Regions from separate parts of the Zea mays genome. Here region 2 is linked to region 1. The links are chromatin contacts, called in public Hi-C maps. All regions are on one chromosome and are shown on one strand. Each heading gives the region's core, a stretch centred on a gene start, on an enhancer-like site or on the middle of the called end of the contact. The rest is flanking DNA. Distances are from core to core; before and after follow the strand shown.

Region 1 (3,737 bases), core at 519-3,018:
GCAGCTGTGATTCATCAGTAAGACATTAGTTGTCATGTACAATGTACAAAATCTTGCTAACAAGACAGATCTGTTTCGTCATTACTTGGATGAAAATCAATTGGTGTCTCAATTGGAGGAAAGAAATTGTTCTAATAAATGTGGATGGTAGACTTGCTTGAGTCACTCGAAGTGTCACTGACCCTTTTTGTATATTTTATTTTAGAGTAAAATACACTCTAAACTTGTAGCGTTATGTCATTCCAGTCCTAAAACTTTCAAAGTGCACATTTAAAGTCTTTAAATTTGTGAAATTGCATCGTCCTTATCTCTAAACTTTTAATATGCACATTTCAATTCTTATACTTGTATGGTTGTGTCATTTAGGTCTCTAAATTCTAAATTTATTTTTAGTGTAATCAAAAGTCAAAACTATTTGAATCTGTGATAACAGTAAAAACAATTTTATGTACCTAGACGATACACAACCTAGAAGTATAGGGATTAGAAATATGTATGTTAAGAGTTTGGAGATACAACTTTAAGTTTGGAGACTTTAACCGTGTACTTCTAGAGTTTAGGGATCGGGATGATATAACACTATAAGTTTAGGGGCCGACAATGTATTTTACTCTTTATTTTATAATTTGTAATAATGTCTTATAGTTCTGAGTATGAAAAATGTTTCTGCACGAGAGATTCCCCAGCCAAAAGTATGCTTAAGGCTGTCTCTAGAAGATTGTGTATGTTCGTGTAAACTGTAAAATACTGTTTTGTAATGTAGATTATACTGTTTATAGAGTAAAGTTTGAGAGATAAGATAAGTAAGATGTTGGAGACATACCAATATAGTGTACGCAGTTTAGTCGAAAATACTCCATATGCAGAATGATGCAAACATGTCTCTATTCCATCAGAAGACTAATGACCAAAATGAAAACTAAGGCTGCAAAAAATTTCTATCTACTACAAGTCTATAATGTATCATTTAGAAAAAGTAAAATTGTACTTTACTAATAAACGTGTCTTTGCATTGTAACGGAATAATATGTATTGGACTTACTACTTATCACGATAGACGAGTTGTTTTGAGTGAATATCATGAGTTTGAGTCACATATGAGTTTACAAAGCGCATATGAAATCAAATTCTCTACATCGATATATGCGAGTTGTTATAACTTGGTTAATCATATAATATGGACGTGAGTTTTTATAACTCGTAGAGTATGGGTTATAAGTCTAGGTTAAATAAGAGTTTGAGTAAATAAAAAAAGCAGGACAAAAGAAACTCTTCACTATAGGTGCTTATCGAGTATATAGACATAGATACTTAAAAATAAATCATATTTGTAAAATTTTGAAATCTCATTTTAGAGTGATGAGCATTTTAATACTCTAGAGCTAATAGTTAGTTGATTGAAAAATTGCTAATGGAATTAGTTAGCTAAATATTAACTAATTTATTAAAATTAGTCAAAAATTAAATTATTAGCTAGTCTGTTTAGATGTCTCTAACTAATTTTATCCACTAATTATTAGCTTTGGTACATTCAAACACCCCTAATTCTGTCAAATCGAAACATTCAACAGTCAAGCCATGCTTGAATGCTTCAATGTCAACAGGTCTGCCAAATTCCATTGTGCAAAAAAGGGCGTATCTGCTTCCTGAGTTCCTGTAAAGAAATCCAGCCACATGGAGGTCCTTTTTCTCCCTTCGAACCCAGAATAAAAAAAAAAGTTTTTGTAAAGTAGCAATATCCACAGGCCCCTCGAGTTATCGACGCACACGTACCACTAGAATGCAGCCATGATCGTCTCCTCCTTCCTCCCGCTCCGCTCCTCCGTCTTCGTCCTCCCCTCCAGCGCCGCCTCCCGCTCCCGTCCCGCCACCGCCACCCTCCTTCCCTTTCCAAGGATCACCCTCAGCCGGCGCCGCCGCTTGGCCGCCGCCGCGACTGAGAGCAGCAGCAGCAGCAGCGAAGAAGGAGAAGGAGAAGCGGCGGGCGGGAGTACGAACGGGTCCCTCCCGGGCCTGCCCCCTGTGGAGGAGGAGGAGGAGCTGTGCCCCGTGGACTGCGTGACGGAGTTCAAGACGGACGAGGAGTTCCAGCGCCACCTGAACCGGTCCAGGGCCACGGGCGCTCTGGTGGTGGTGGACTTCTACCGGCCCTCCTGCGGCAGCTGCAAGTACATCGAGAAGGCCTTCACGCGCCTCTGCAAGGGGTCCGGCGACGACGGCGCTCCCGTCGTATTCCTCAAGCACAACGTCCGTACACACTCACAGGCTATTGCTGTGTGCAGCATATAATCGGGATGCAACGCAACACGCGTGGTTGATTTGGGGGTAATGCCGCGCCGCGGATGGTGCAGGTGATCGACGAGTACGACGAGCAGTCGGAGGTGGCGGACCGGCTGCGCATCAAGATCGTGCCGCTCTTCCATTTCTACGTGGACGGGGTGCTGGTGGAGTCGTTCCCAACGAGGGACAAGGAGAGGATCATTGCCGTCATCCGGAAGTACACCTCGGTCGAGCCAGAACCAGAACCTGAGTAAGTCACCACTCTCTGATATGCTTTGATTTGACAAAGATACCATCAGAATTCAGAACCCGATCTTGAACCAACGATCTCAACGACTAAGATGTGAAGATTTTTTTTTCCCCGAATATGTAGCTGAGTGTGGATAAGTGTCGATCAACGATCAACGATCGAAGGGACGCATTTTCTCTCTCTCTGAACATGAACACATCGCTACGCTTTTGCAGCTGTTGTAAGAATTCGAGTCGAGCTGACATTTCCATTTCCCTCGCAGGGAAGAGCAGCAGGAGTGATTCCATTTCCACTCCAGTGGTGGACATCAGTTTCCTCGAGGGTGCAGATAGCCTGCTGAATCAGAGATATCATGCACAACAGCACCACAGGATTGTTTGGAGATTGGAGTTTATACACCTATCCCAGCATTTGGGATGTGTGAGCTACCACCAGCAGTATATCATGAATCTGGATCAATGTACCACTATCTGTAATACGAGATGATGTATAGTTTCTGAATCAAACATGAGCACTTATCTTGTACGCCGTATCTCGAACGGAACTGTGCAGGACGCAAATTAGAACCTATAAAATTTGATATATCGGGAGAGTAAATAACAAAGTACATCAATACATTTTTTGAGAGGTTTGCATGAGTCTTGATAGTTTAATTATACGGAAAGTTTGATAATTAGACAGTTATGATTCCAGCCGCTTCAAAAATACAGATACTGAGAATGAAACTGTTCTTCATTGGTCTCGTGGATCCAGTCAAGTCAAGCTATACAAGATCAGTTGATCCAGTACTGTTTTCCTTTTAAACGTAAATAAATTTTTTTTTATAACACACCTACATTCGTTTAGTTGTTCGGGAATAAAATTACAAACACCATCTGGTAGGTAGGTAGTGACGAAAACCATACAAGTGCTGCTAATTAAAGAGCTTCTAGCAAACCTGTGTGCATTACCACCGTTGGTTCTGCGATTTTCATGAACAAACCACCTACCCCAATCCATATGGATTGAGGGGGTTTCAATCCCTAGCAAATCAAAATCTTCTCTAATCCATATCAATCCCCTACAATATATATGAATTGAAAATAACCGAACAAAAGCCAAACGGTGAAATGGAGCTTCTGGACAAGAATGTCCTTAGCCGGAGCCAGACCTTCTCTTCAGACCACACTTGTTGGGCTCTATCAGGGTTCATTGAGGCCCATAATCG
Region 2 (3,602 bases), core at 2-2,501, 150 kb before region 1:
ATTCATCTCCCTTTACCTATACTTTCTATTATATCTTATTACATCTTAGACCTCTCCATCTTCAACCATTCCCCTATACATTATAAGCAAGTTATTTAATATTTATTTATCATTTTTTATGATATTTGTACTACAATAATACCTAATAATCATGTTAAGCAGCTTAAACATGATTACTATCATAAAAAATGATGTAATTAAAATATATGGTTGGAAGCCGGTCGATAGACGCCTCCAGTGACATTTTGCTGCTGCTTATGCATCTTTTTGTTCTTGGATGTATTCAGCTTATCTGCTTTGGTAGATAAAAACTAGCTTTAGTCGTCGCTGGTATTGGCGGGTCAGGCTGCTTTTGGGAACTGTCCCTAGTTGATCTCCATAGATGACTGTTAGTCTTTCAGATTACTTCTGGTTTGCTATGTTCCTTCAGTTGGATTTTATAACACTGCGTAGCTGATAATGTAGTAGGCTTATCGGCTTGCAGTTGTTGGTTAAGTCGGGAATTTTGTAAGAACTGTGATCGGTTTCTATTTTTTAATGAAATAGGGGGTTTCCCGTTGTCAAAAAAAAATAGTGCTCCTTTTGTATGGAAGTCGCTTCTCCACTGCCATATAGCGAGTGGCTAGCAGCAGCATCAGCCGCTGCTGGTATTGTCAATCGTAAATCAACACCTACTTTCCACCATCGTAAAACATGTATACATCTTGTACTTTTACGAAATCAAATACTTTAAAATTTAACTACATTTTCAAGGAAGGGGAGGGAGTACTACATACACAGTTGCAACGACAACGAGAGCAGGACGGCTGCAGTACCCTGCTGCAGTGCTGCTGCTTATTCATCATCTCCCATCCGCGTGCACTCGCGCAGTTTCCATATGAAGTAACCATTTTAGTTTCTTAAATTGGACTACCTTACTTCATCCACTCTAAGTTATAATCCATTTAAATTTCTAAATCATAAGTCATTTAATATTTTTTGAAAGCTAAAGTATCTCCGATTTGACCTTTGTCAATGCAATTTTTATAGTGTGTTGGTCAAATTAGAGATATTTTAACTAAAAAAATGACTTCTTATCTGGAACCAAATGAAGGCAGTAGTAATGACAAGTTTGCTCGTCTGTCCATTTCTTTTCATGAATATCATATAGAGAGAGAGAGAGAGAGAGCACCCCGGAGAGAGCTATATACACGCACACACACAAGCTTCTGTAGTCGTTCAGTCAAGGCGAGGCGAGCGTCGATTGAAGACGATGTGGGAGTCAGAGGGCGATTGCCATGCCGGTGAGCGCGAGCGCGGGCTCGTCCCTGTCGGCGGCGGCGGCTCCTCGGGCCGGTACGAGGCAGCGCTCAAGAACGACGGCTTTGTTCGAAGAGACCAGTCCTGGTACATCTAGCTAGCTAGCTAGCTAGCTATATACTTCGTTCATCCATGTATATAATTTTAGTGCTAATTAATTAAAGTTGATGTTCACCGTTCCGAGCGAATGATTTTGAGCAGGTATGTAAACAGCGATATTCCCAGCGATTTGCTTGTCAAAGTTGGAGATGTTAGCTTCCACCTTCACAAGGTAGCTAGCTGCTAGTGGCTTTGTTAATTATTTCATAATTTATTGTTCCCGTACGTCGTGCTAGCTGCAACCACACGATCATATTCATATCCAATATATGCATGCGCACGCGCGCGCGCCTGCACCCCTGATGCCCGCAGTACCCGATGATCTCCCGGAGCGGGCGGATGAGCCGCGTGATCTACGAGACGGCGGCGGCGGCCCCGGACTCGGGCGCGGCGGCGGCGGTGGTGGTGGAGCTGGACGACGTCCCGGGCGGCGCGGACTCGTTCGAGCTGGCGGCGCGGTTCTGCTACGGCATGGCGGTGGACCTGACGGCGGGCAACATCTCGGGGCTGCGCTGCGCCGCCGAGTACCTGGAGATGACGGAGGAGCTGGAGGAAGGCAACCTCATCTTCAAGACGGAGGCGTTCCTCAGCTACGTGGTGCTGTCGTCGTGGCGGGACTCCATCGTGGTGCTCAAGACCTGCGAGGGCCTCTCGCCCTGGGCCGAGAACCTGCAGATCGTGCGCCGCTGCAGCGAGTCCATCGCCTGGAAGGCCTGCGCCAACCCGCGGGGCGTGCGCTGGGCCTACACCGGCGGCGGTGGGGGGAGGCCGATGCCGACCACCAGGGCAGGCGCCGGCGGCGGCACGGCGAGCCCCCGGTGGAACCTCGGCGGCGGCGGCGGGGACTCCAAGGAGTCGAGCCCGAGCCGGCAGGCCGTGCCGCCGCCGGACTGGTGGTTCGAGGACGTGTCCATGCTCCGGATCGACCACTTCGTGCGCGTCGTCACCGCCATCAAGGTCAAAGGTACCGTACCATAGCGATCGACCGCTAGCTTAATCACACTGTATCTTATATTAATGCTCATGTTTAAGAAGGTATTATCTCCAATTAGTATCTCCTTCCACACACACACAAAAAAAAACTCTGATTAGTACTAGTACTAGCTAGCTAACAGCTAGATCGATGGACCATTCACGTACTGATCCAGCTACATGAGTGCAGCACGGATTATTAGTACCGTTCAATGTTCCTCCCTGTCGAGAAAACAACATTCTTATCTGCGCGCATGCATGTGAGGGAAAACAAAAAACAAAATAGTTTTATGGCGCAAGTGTCATGAACAGTGGAGCACAGTGTGCATTGTTCAAGCTGTGCCAAGAGCCCAAGACACTGGCACAATCACATGAGCTGCCGTCGACAGTGAAGCTGGGCCCCGGCTTCACTCCTGGTCACCATATATGTGTGTCTTCCCCTTAATTTGGTACCAAATCAATTTGATGAATCCCGTGAAACCAAACGGTAGAAATTTTTTTATTCAACTTCTACATGAAAACGAGATAAAATTAAACTAGCCTTCCAGTTCCATTAGCTTTCAGAACCAGTGCAAATTACGCCAGCTGTTGTTTTCATTGGCGGTTTCGTTGATGTTGGAATGTTGGAGCCACAACGCTCTGAGTGGCAAGCCGTCACATCGTCCTTTCCATTCTATTTGGAGGGAGATGCCGGCCGGTAGGATCAGATCGCCGCCGACGTGGGCCGTGGGAATGGGACGCACGGAGACCCTTCCATTTGCCCATCAGCACCAAATAAACCAACAGACTCTGAACATAATTTGCATCAGTTGCCCCAATACACATGGATTGAATAGAATTTTGTTCGGTTATTCCCAATACACATGGGTTAGATATGATTGGAAAAAAATAAGAATAAATTTGACTTATTTGAGATTCGAACCTATCCAATCTCACTCAATCCACATGAATTGAGAGCTAACCGAACAAACCCTAAAGTGTAAGTTAAACTAATTTACATTTCAATGCACCTTAATACATGTGTATTGATCTAAATACTAGAGTACTCAAGCAAAGCCTCATGTGAGAAATAAATTGTGTGTGTGCTAGTAATAAGACGAGCTGATCAAACTCGACTAAAAAAGTCAAACAAATTATAAATTAAAATGAAAGTAATATAAACCATGTGTGTGTTAGTAATTAAACTGCACCCAATATTAACGTGACTCTGGCCTCCACTTCGTGCTCTATCT

Evidence for each region. A called contact is a pair of places that touch in the nucleus more often than the background predicts.
Region 2: a Hi-C map of bundle sheath shows a contact between it and region 1, with 4 times the contacts expected there. The contact joins the promoter of LOC100281161 here to the promoter of LOC100285323 in region 1. A contact is called at or near these places in 15 of 25 Hi-C or Micro-C datasets (bundle sheath, ear, leaf and 5 more) and 2 of 3 datasets of contacts at active chromatin or transcription factors (leaf and seedling).

What each region holds. Positions count from the first base shown.
Region 1 is chr5:178,755,876-178,759,612 of Zm-B73-REFERENCE-NAM-5.0, reverse strand. It overlaps LOC100285323 (thioredoxin-like 2), which reads left to right and starts at 1,768. Exons shown (of 3, transcript NM_001158216.2): 1 at 1,768-2,247; 2 at 2,352-2,530; 3 at 2,793-3,155. The coding sequence starts at 1,789. The coding sequence ends at 2,811. LOC100303836 reads left to right here and starts at 3,714. Exons shown (of 3, transcript NM_001165459.2): 1 at 3,714-3,737. LOC100280394 (putative protein phosphatase 2C family protein) reads left to right here. Exons shown (of 9, transcript NM_001153317.1): 9 at 1-38.
Region 2 is chr5:178,903,039-178,906,640 of Zm-B73-REFERENCE-NAM-5.0, reverse strand. LOC100281161 reads left to right here and starts at 1,251. Exons shown (of 5, transcript NM_001367785.1): 1 at 1,251-1,386; 2 at 1,501-1,570; 3 at 1,711-2,362. The coding sequence starts at 1,253.